Linked DNA regions of Pan troglodytes: regions 2 and 3 are each linked to region 1. A link is a contact called in public HiChIP or PLAC-seq data. All regions are on one chromosome and are shown on one strand. Each heading gives the region's core, a stretch centred on a gene start, on an enhancer-like site or on the middle of the called end of the contact. The rest is flanking DNA. Distances are from core to core; before and after follow the strand shown. Region 1 holds the start of FSIP1 (fibrous sheath interacting protein 1). Region 2 holds the start of SRP14 (signal recognition particle 14). Region 3 holds the start of EIF2AK4 (eukaryotic translation initiation factor 2 alpha kinase 4).

Region 1 (2,969 bases), core at 222-2,721:
GCCAGGAACACAGGCTTACATGGCACCAACTACAAACAAGACTGACTGATGAGACTGTGGCCATGTTTCTCCCAAGTGCTCCTGTCCTGGTTCCTGAAAATGTTCACCTCAACCTCGAACTCAGCATTTCCTGCGCTGGTTTTCAACTTGACATTGGTGAATTTCTTCAGTAACATCTCTAGGTTGGCTGCTAAGTTTTAATTCTCATAGGAGAATTAGGATACTTTCTCCCATTTTCTTCAGTTTGCAACTTTTTTTCTTTTGAGATTTGGAAAGCCACATAAATTCCCTGAGAAATGCTGGGAAGAAACCCCTGCACAGAAACACTAACAATGAGGACAGTGAGCCTGGAACCAGGTTTACCAGGGGAAAGCAGTAGGTAGGAATGGAGGTCAGAGAGCCAACAGAAAGCCTTATCATTTAGAGATGATGTCAGTATGAACCTGAATGGAAGCACTGAAGTTGTGACGAATGTTTGGATTCTGAATATATTTTGAATGCTGAGCTGACAGGACAAATTGATTGTAGAGTGAGAGAGAAAGAAGAATTGAGGATGACTCCAAGGTTTTTGGTCTAGGCATGGCAGGCTGAAATTACCATTTGCTGAGATGGATAGAAAGTGGGTGGGGGACTCTGGAGAAGTTGTTTTTTCCCGTGTTAAGTTTGAGATGCTTACACATCTAAGTGGATATGCCAAATAGGCAGTTAGGTAAAGGAGTCTGGAGTTCAGGGAAGTCTGGGCTGGTGATAAGATGCAGGATTCAGGAGCATAGGGATGGCATTTATAGCCAGGTTTTTATACCCAGCACTGGCCTAGACTGCAGCTGTGTTCTTTCGGCAACTCAGCCTATGACTATTTGCTTCGCTGAAAAAAACCACATCGTACCTAGTTAAAACAATGAGGACAAAGGGGCCATGAATGTGAAAATGCCCTGTAAACGGTAACGTGCTGTTCAGACTGGAAAGCAGGAGAAATGATGGCAATGGAGGTGAGGAAAATCAGTTTGTGGACGTAGGGAAATAATTTTCGTGCACTGAGAATTAGAGAAACTACGAAATGAAAGAAGGTGCAAAAAGCAATTATAACTCTTTTTGGACTGTAGCCGAATCTGTGCAAAACTCATATTTTTAAAATTTCCATAGCACCCCAAATTTACTAGAGCTTCACATACATGGTCTTTTTGAGCTGCACAAGTCTTGTAAGAAGGGAATTATTATTGTTCCCATTTTACGGAGGAGGAAACTGTGCTCGGAGAGGATAACTGACATGTAAGGCATCACAGCAATATGAGGGACAGAGATACACAAGCATCCAGACGTCCCCGTTCCCAATCCAACCTAAAGACGAACAAATCGCTCCCAACCCCCACCGTCGGCAGCGAAGACGGAAGGACACACGCCGGCCGTCCCAGCTCGCACGGCTCCAACAGCCGCCGGCCCCGGTCCCATTTCCGGATGGTACAGCCCTTTCCGCTATCGCGAGACCGGAAGCATCGCGCATCTGGTTGCCAGGGAAACAGCGGTCCCACAAGCAGGAGGGATCTGGACCGGCGGCTTCTTCCACCACCAGAGAGGCTGAGGTGGCGGGAGAGACCCCTCTCCTCTAGGGGGAAGTGGCTGGCGCGGCGGGTGTCTGCGGCGCGCTTCTGCGGCCATCTGCGCCCTGACTGACGGCCGCCAGTTCCTCGAGGAGGCCCGGCGGGAAGGTGAGGGGCCGCGCAGATGAGGGCGGAGCTCGGTCGCGGGGCGGTGCGCCGAGGAGTGGGCGGGGCGGAGCTGCGTCGGGCCGCTTGGCATGTAGATGGACTGTCAGGGAGAGCGGACAGGGCCAATGAGAGGGCGGGGGCGGGCTCAGTGGGGGCGGGGCCCCAGCGGCTTCTGCCTCCGCGGAGACTATTTCTCCAGGAATCACCTAACATTAGGACCTGTAACCAAGGCTTCTACTTTCCCGAGATTTGGATCTTCCCACCAAGATCTAGAACTGATCACCAGCCATTTAAACTAGACCGTAAACGGCAAAGGATGCAAATAGGCATTTCACAGGAAAAATAAAAAGACGCAAACAGCAAACAATTGATTAGAGACTCAACTTTTCTCGTGAAGAAATGTAAACCAAATTCACAGATACCTTTTACACCTATCAGACTGGAGAAGATGAAACAGCTTTGACATAACCAGATGGGCCCCAGGCCAGTGTAGGGGAAGTAGTGTAATTTGGTGCAGCCTTTTTGGAGTACAATTTGGCGAACTACCAAAATTTGAAACATAAGTGTTCTTTGACTCAGGAATTCTAATATATTTTATGGATGTATGAGCATAACTAAAGAAAGATTGGCACAAATATATTAACTTAAAATTGAGGTATAACTTACTTATGGTAAGCCTCACCCATTTAATCTGCAGTTCTGTGAGTTTTGACAGATGTATACAGTTATGTAATTACCAACCACCACAATCAGCATACGGAAGTTTCATCATGAACCCCAAATTCCCTAGTGCTCTTTGTATTTAACCCCTCCCCTAACGCCATCCTTGGCAACAACTTCCTAGTTTTTTGTTCCTGTAATTTTGCCTATTCCAGAATGTCATATTGATGGAAGCAAACACCCTGTGGCCTTTTGAATCAGGCTTCTTTCAGCTTAGCATCATGCAGTTGCTATTCATTCATGTTCTGTGTATCAGTTGTTTGTTCCTTTATGTTGCTGAGTAATAGTCCATTGTATGGATCTACGGTAGTATATTTATCCATTTCCTACTTGAGGCACATTTGGATGAGTTCTTTCCAGTTGTTGGCTATTATTGATGAAGCTGGTATAAATATTCATGTGTAGGTTTTTTTGTGTGTGTGTGAATATGTTTTCATTTCTTGGGTAAATATGAATGAGATTGTGGAGTCATATGGTAAATATATGTTTAACTTTATAAGAAACTGCTAAGCAGTTTTGAAAAGTGATGATTTTGCATTGTCG
Region 2 (2,969 bases), core at 270-2,769, 250 kb before region 1:
CTGCCCTGTCTCTCTACAGTGCATTCTCCACAACACAGACAGGGGGATCTTTAAAAAATATAAATCAGATTTTCAGTGTTCTGTTGAAAACTTCCTTAACGAGTCTTCTCTTTGTATCTAGAACAAAATCCAGGCTTACCATGGTCACGGGCCCTACATAATCTGGTCCCCAGCTACCTCTCCATACTCCTTTACTCCTTGCTCCACAAGCCCTCCTCACCCCTACCCGCACCTGCCAGTCTTACAGACACAGGGCAACTTGTTTCCCCTTTGAAGGTTTTGCTCTAGCCGTTCCCTGTGTCTGAAACAGTGTCCCTAGATCTTTGGATGGCTGGTCCTTTCAGCTTTCAACTCAAAGTTCTCCTTTTCGACGAGAACTCCCCTGACCCCAACCCAGGCAGTCCCCTTCCCACTCTCATTATACAGCCCTGCTTAGGCTGTCTTCACGGAATTCATTATCTGAAGCTGTACTACTTACTTGTTTGCTTCATTGTTTATTTCCTCCCTGCCCCTTTAACCCAACTTCCAGGAAACCAGGAACTTAGCTTTTCTTATCCTGCTGCATCCCCAACCTCTACAACCGTGCCTGGCACAGACTGAGAGGCACTCAGCGAAAACCTCTTGTGTGGTGGAATGCTTGACTTTATAGAGGGCCCAGGGTTCAAGTTGGCTACTGGCAGAGAGGGCTTACAACCTAGTTCTCCTGACTAATCAGAGGTAGAACTAAAGACTGGGCTCCAGCCCCTCATTTTTTTTTTTTTGAGACGGAGTCTCGCTCTGTCTTCCAGGCTGGAGTGCAGTGGCGCGATCTCAGCTCACTGCAAGCTCTGCCTCCTGGGTTCACGCCATTCTCCTGCCTCAGCCTCCCGAGTAGCTGGGACTACAGGCGCCCGCCACCACGCCCGGCTAACTTTTTTGTATTTTTAGTAGAGACGGGGTTTCACCGTGTTAGCCAGGATGGTCTCAATCTCCTGACCTCGTGATCCACCCGCCTCGGCCTCCCAAAGTGCCGGGATTACAGGCGTGAGCCACCGCACCCGGCCCAGCCCTTCTGGCTAGAGCTGCAGGTCAGCGTTTAGGGAGAGTTTAAAGGATCTCTACAGTAACTTATAATGACAATAATGAAAAGAACAATAGCTGATACCTACTGAACACGCTCTATGTGCCAGGCACTGTTCTACGTATTTAATCTGAGTTTCATTTACGCTTCACGACCACACTGCGCGGTAGATACTATCATTACCCTTACTTTATGGATAAGGAAACTGAGTCACTGAGTTGTTAGGTTACCTGTCCAGCATACAGCTGAATATAAATCGTACGCTGCTATCAAAACTTTCTTTTGCTCTCACTCCCTCACACTGGCTGGGGTGAGACGATTTCTCGCACGTGACGGCCCAGGGCAGCCCCAGCGCCTCCGGGTCACAGGCCTCCGGACGTCCCAGGGCGCGGGCGCTAGGCGGGCGGGGAGGGGGGAGGGCGCAGGCCGGGATTGGTGGAAGAGAAGAGATTGGTGGAAGACAATGGAAGTCTAGTAGCGGAAGTCCCGCCCAGCCTAGGCCGAACTTCCGGCTCTCACTGCTAGTGGCTTAAGCGGAGGGAGTCGAGCCAGCGTCGCCGCGATGGTGTTGTTGGAGAGCGAGCAGGTATGGCTAGGCCTGGCCGGCCGAGGGAAGGGGGCGGCTCAGGCGTTACTCGAGACCTGTGCCTCCTGCAGGAGGACCAGGGCCTTGACGCGGCGGGACGAGGATTTGGGGCTGGCTAACGGGGCTGGGCCTGTTGTTTTCCAGTTCCTGACGGAGCTGACCAGACTTTTCCAGAAGTGCCGGACGTCGGGCAGCGTCTATATCACCTTGAAGAAGTGTAAGCAGCGGGAGGGGAGCCGGGCGATGCTCCCTGGGTGCCCGGTGTCTGGGAGCCACCGGAGTCTGTCTGCCGCGGACCGCCGCCTTCCTCTACCTTTCGCCACCCTGTACTGGGCACATTCGGGGCTTCGGGCCCGGAAAATAGTAGGGATTGTAGCTGGCTCAGTCCCCAGCACTGAGCCGCCTAGGTTGCTTCTGGTAACAATGGGCCCCAAGCAGCCCAGGGCTCTTTGTCAGGGATCCCAGACGCCGCCACTTTGAGTGGAATTTAACGTGCTTCGATATTACATGTTTCCGTCGTGGAAATAATAGTTTCTCCAGGGTTTCGCCAGACCGTGATAGCAGATGAGGTGTTTAACAAAACCAGAGCAGCGGGGCTGGATTAGGTCATCACTTACCCCCCTCCTCTGTTTTAACTGTTTGTCTGCCGCTCAGCCACGTACGCGGCCGTGTTCACCAGGATGCATTTTTTCCTTCAGATGACGGTCGAACCAAACCCATTCCAAAGAAAGGTACTGTGGAGGGCTTTGAGCCCGCAGACAACAAGTGTCTGTTAAGAGCTACCGATGGGAAGAAGAAGATCAGCACTGTGGTGAGCTTAATTTCTAAGGCCGTCTTTTGAAATGTAAAGACTTGAACTTAACAGAGGATGGGGCGTTTCTGAACCAGGCTTTTATTTATTTTTCCCTTTTGCCCTGTGTGGCTATTTTTGAGACCAAGACCTTCCTATACTTTAGTAGTGGAAACCTCCAGAATAAAATAAGAAGGTAGAGGTCAGACAGTCGTTAGTTCTGCTAAAGCTCTTGTGGAAATGAAAGTAGCATATTGGTCCTTATTGGTAGTACTGTAAGGAGCAGCTGGCATAAATTTTTGATTCCTTAGCCCCTTACTGTGCCGGGCCTTCAATAAGCAGTTTCTTGGTACCAGGTGATGCTATTATTTCCTTATCTTTGTGGTTCACATGGCGAATGTGCAGCTAGATGTTAGGTTTGGCACTTGAGAAAATATACATTTAGTCAAGAGCCCTAGTCTTTCAGTGGAGGTTGAATAAGGCAAAGGAAGAGACTCCTTGAATTGAGTGAATACTACTTTATTCTGCTGTGG
Region 3 (2,969 bases), core at 188-2,687, 150 kb before region 1:
GACAGGGCAAGACCCTGTCTCAAAAAGAAAAAAAAAAAAAAAAAAGCAGATGAAGTTAGAACTATGTTTTAAATGATAATATGATAATATTCAGAAATAGTTTGGTAGATCAACTCTTCAAGGATGGGGAAAAAACTGTCAGTATAAATACTTTATAACGTGCCTTAATTTCCAGACAAAAAGGCAAAATATTATTTTAAACAAAATGCCATTTTAAAAGGTCTAGAGCTAGAGCAAGCTGGTCTAACCCGAGGCCCATGGGCCGCTTTGAATGGGGCCCAACACGCATTCGTAAACTTTCTTAAAACATTGAGGTTTTTTTGCGAATTTTTTTTTTCTTTTAGGTCATCAGCTATCCTTAGTGTATTTTGTGTGTGGCCCAGGGAAGCCAAAAGATTGGACACTCCTTCTCTAGACTCAGTCTAGAACCCTCTCTCTACTACAGCTAAGATGAATGTGTGCTTTATTCTGAGCTAAATGTCTTAGAGGAAGGTGCAGAGGTATGGAAAGTTCCTCCATGCCGGAAAACACAGTGAGGATGCCTGGGGAGTACAGAGGGAATTATGTGGCGTGCAGATTTGAATGCATGGATGAGACTTGAGAATTCTGATTGAGGACGTAAGGCCTGTGCGAGCGCCCAAAAAGCGTTCTCAGAACAAAGTAGCAACGGGCGCGTATGAATTGCTGTGGTATCATCCGCGAGGACTTTCAGAGGGGAAAAAGGACAAAGTTGGAAGGAGGCAGTTATGTTATGGGATGTAGGCAGGAATAAGAAGCAGTGCCAGGTAAGAGGGAGGAATCCAGGGGGATTCCTCTGGGGAAATCATGGGGAAAGGACTGTAGAAGAATTCGGCCTAGGTGGGATTCTGCAGACCAGCTGCAGGTGCAAGGACTAAAGTGAGCATGGGTGGAACCTAAGGGATGAAAAGACTGCAGGATCCTAAAGGGGCGGCCCAATCTGGAAGTGTCCGGGCTTTGGCCCAGGGCCCGGGAAGGCCAGGGCACGCCAGCCCGGGCCTGACAAGCCACGTTCCTACCGGTCCGCAAGCGTCCGGCCGCAGGTCTTGGAAGTCCGCGCCGTAGATGGCCTCCAGGGCCTGTAGCTCGTGGTCCTGTCGTTGCGGGTAGCTCTCCGGAGGCTCGTCCCGGCCGCGCCCGGGGGCCCCACGGCCCCCAGCCATGGCAGCGCTGCGCCCAAGGCAGGGCGGCCTTGCCTGGGCGGCGGTGTGCCCCCGGCAGCCTGCGGGGCGGGGCTCCGCGCTGGGGACGGGCTATGGGCGGCGCTCCACGCTGGAAACGGGCTCGTGGGCGGGGTTCCGCGCCGGGGACGGGCCGTAGGCGGAGCTCCGCGCCGGGAGCTACCTCCGGAGGCTCCAGAAGCCCAGGCGAAGGAAGAAGGCAGGGGGACAGCTTTGCCCACATCCTGCTGGGGGAAGGGGAGCAAAGGAACTCCACGAACTTAAGAAATGAATCACACAGATAGGAATGAAAACGCCACATTGTATAGTTTTCACGAAACAAGTATCTTTAACGGAAGTGCTTGCTGGAACTTCTCCACCCTGGCATGGCTAGTGCGGGAAACTCTTTTTTTTTTTTTTTTTTTGGCAGAGTTTCGGCTCTTGTTCCCCAGGCTGGAGTGCAGTGACGCGATCTCGGCTCACTGCAACTTCCGCCTGCCGGGTTCACGCGATTCTCCTGCGTCAGCCTCCAGAGTAGCTGGGACTACAGGCTCGCACCACCACGCCCGGCTAATTTTTCTATTTTTAGTAGAGATGGTGTTTCACCATGTTGGCCAAGATGTTCTCGATCTCCTGACCTTGTGATCCGCCCGCCTCGGCCTTCCAAAGTGCTGGGATTACAGGCATGAGCCACCGCGCCCGGCCGGGAAACTCTTAAAGGGCAGACGTCGATGGGTTCTGAAGTCACTTCTAATTTCACCTTGTACCTTCCCAGAACAAGACTACCGGGAGTAAAAATTGTGACCCCCCCCCCACCCTCCTTCCTCCCACTTTAGTACCCCCAAACTTATTCTCTGAGCCACAGATTCAACACCCTCATTATGTTCTCTGTCCCTACACTCCCCAGCTTTGGGGATCTCCACTACCACCTTGCAAATTCAACTGAAAACTGTCTTTCCACTCAGGCATCTTTATGAGCTACCTTCCCATGAAGAGAATCGTGTTCCCTTCCCAGTTCACTCAGTGTGAATTTAGGGAGTCTTTGTGTTATATCCTGCCTCAAGTCGTCGTTTTTCAAGTTTATAAAATAATAACCTGTCTACCCAGACATTGTTATTGCACTTCATCTTCAGTAACTTACTAATGCTGCATGTCCATTTCGAATAATCCTATTGTACTAACCCAAATTAGGTTTAAGTGACGTTTCTTCTGTCTACCTTGCTTACTCCTCCACTGTTCACTAAATAATGATTGTGTAAATTCCTTGCTGCCATCTATCCACTCATTTCTGGCCAGATAACACAAATGCACTAGCTTGACCCAAGGCCAATTTAAATCATCATCTTCCCTCTGCTGGAGACCCGTTCCTTCTCCAGTGATCTCTGACTAGTTAAATGGCACCATTCAACTGAGTGTGATTCTGAATTCCCTTTCTCTCAACTCACATCCAAATAGTCACCACTTCTTCTGTCCATCCACTACACTCTAACCCATTGCCACTAACTTAGTTCAGGCTACTGTCACCAATTCCCTGGGTTACTTCAATAACTCTCTTAATTAGTCACTGTCTTCATTCTTGCCCCACATTAAGCCATTCTTCCTATTGCAGCCAGAGTAATGTTTCTAAATTGCAAATATGGCCATTGCACTCTAATCCTTAAAATTATTCCATTTCTCTATTGGTCTTTTAAAAAATTCTTTTAAACCTATATTTATGAAAATGTCAAACATACTTAGAAGTAAACTCCTCTGTACTCATCATCCAGCTTCAACAACCATAGATATTTTGTC

The links. HiChIP or PLAC-seq counts read pairs in DNA pulled down with a chosen protein or histone mark.
Region 2: an H3K4me3 HiChIP or PLAC-seq map of stem cell-derived excitatory neurons shows a contact between it and region 1, with 2.8 times the contacts expected there. The contact joins the promoter of SRP14 here to the promoter of FSIP1 in region 1. A contact is called at or near these places in 1 of 7 Hi-C or Micro-C datasets (stem cell-derived neural progenitor cells) and 1 of 1 datasets of contacts at active chromatin or transcription factors (stem cell-derived excitatory neurons).
Region 3: a contact with region 1 is called in an H3K4me3 HiChIP or PLAC-seq map of stem cell-derived excitatory neurons, with 8 times the contacts expected there. The contact joins the promoter of EIF2AK4 here to the promoter of FSIP1 in region 1. A contact is called at or near these places in 2 of 7 Hi-C or Micro-C datasets (induced pluripotent stem cells and stem cell-derived neural progenitor cells) and 1 of 1 datasets of contacts at active chromatin or transcription factors (stem cell-derived excitatory neurons).

Annotation. Positions count from the first base shown.
Region 1 is chr16:31,748,144-31,751,112 of NHGRI_mPanTro3-v2.0_pri, reverse strand. FSIP1 (fibrous sheath interacting protein 1) reads left to right here and starts at 1,471. Exons shown (of 13, transcript XM_063794718.1): 1 at 1,471-1,706.
Region 2 is chr16:32,002,256-32,005,224 of NHGRI_mPanTro3-v2.0_pri, reverse strand. It overlaps SRP14 (signal recognition particle 14), which reads left to right and starts at 1,519. Exons shown (of 5, transcript XM_001140332.7): 1 at 1,519-1,646; 2 at 1,791-1,863; 3 at 2,345-2,457. The coding sequence starts at 1,623.
Region 3 is chr16:31,896,962-31,899,930 of NHGRI_mPanTro3-v2.0_pri, reverse strand. EIF2AK4 (eukaryotic translation initiation factor 2 alpha kinase 4) reads right to left here and starts at 1,437. Exons shown (of 40, transcript XM_054667355.1): 1 at 1,038-1,437. The coding sequence starts at 1,422.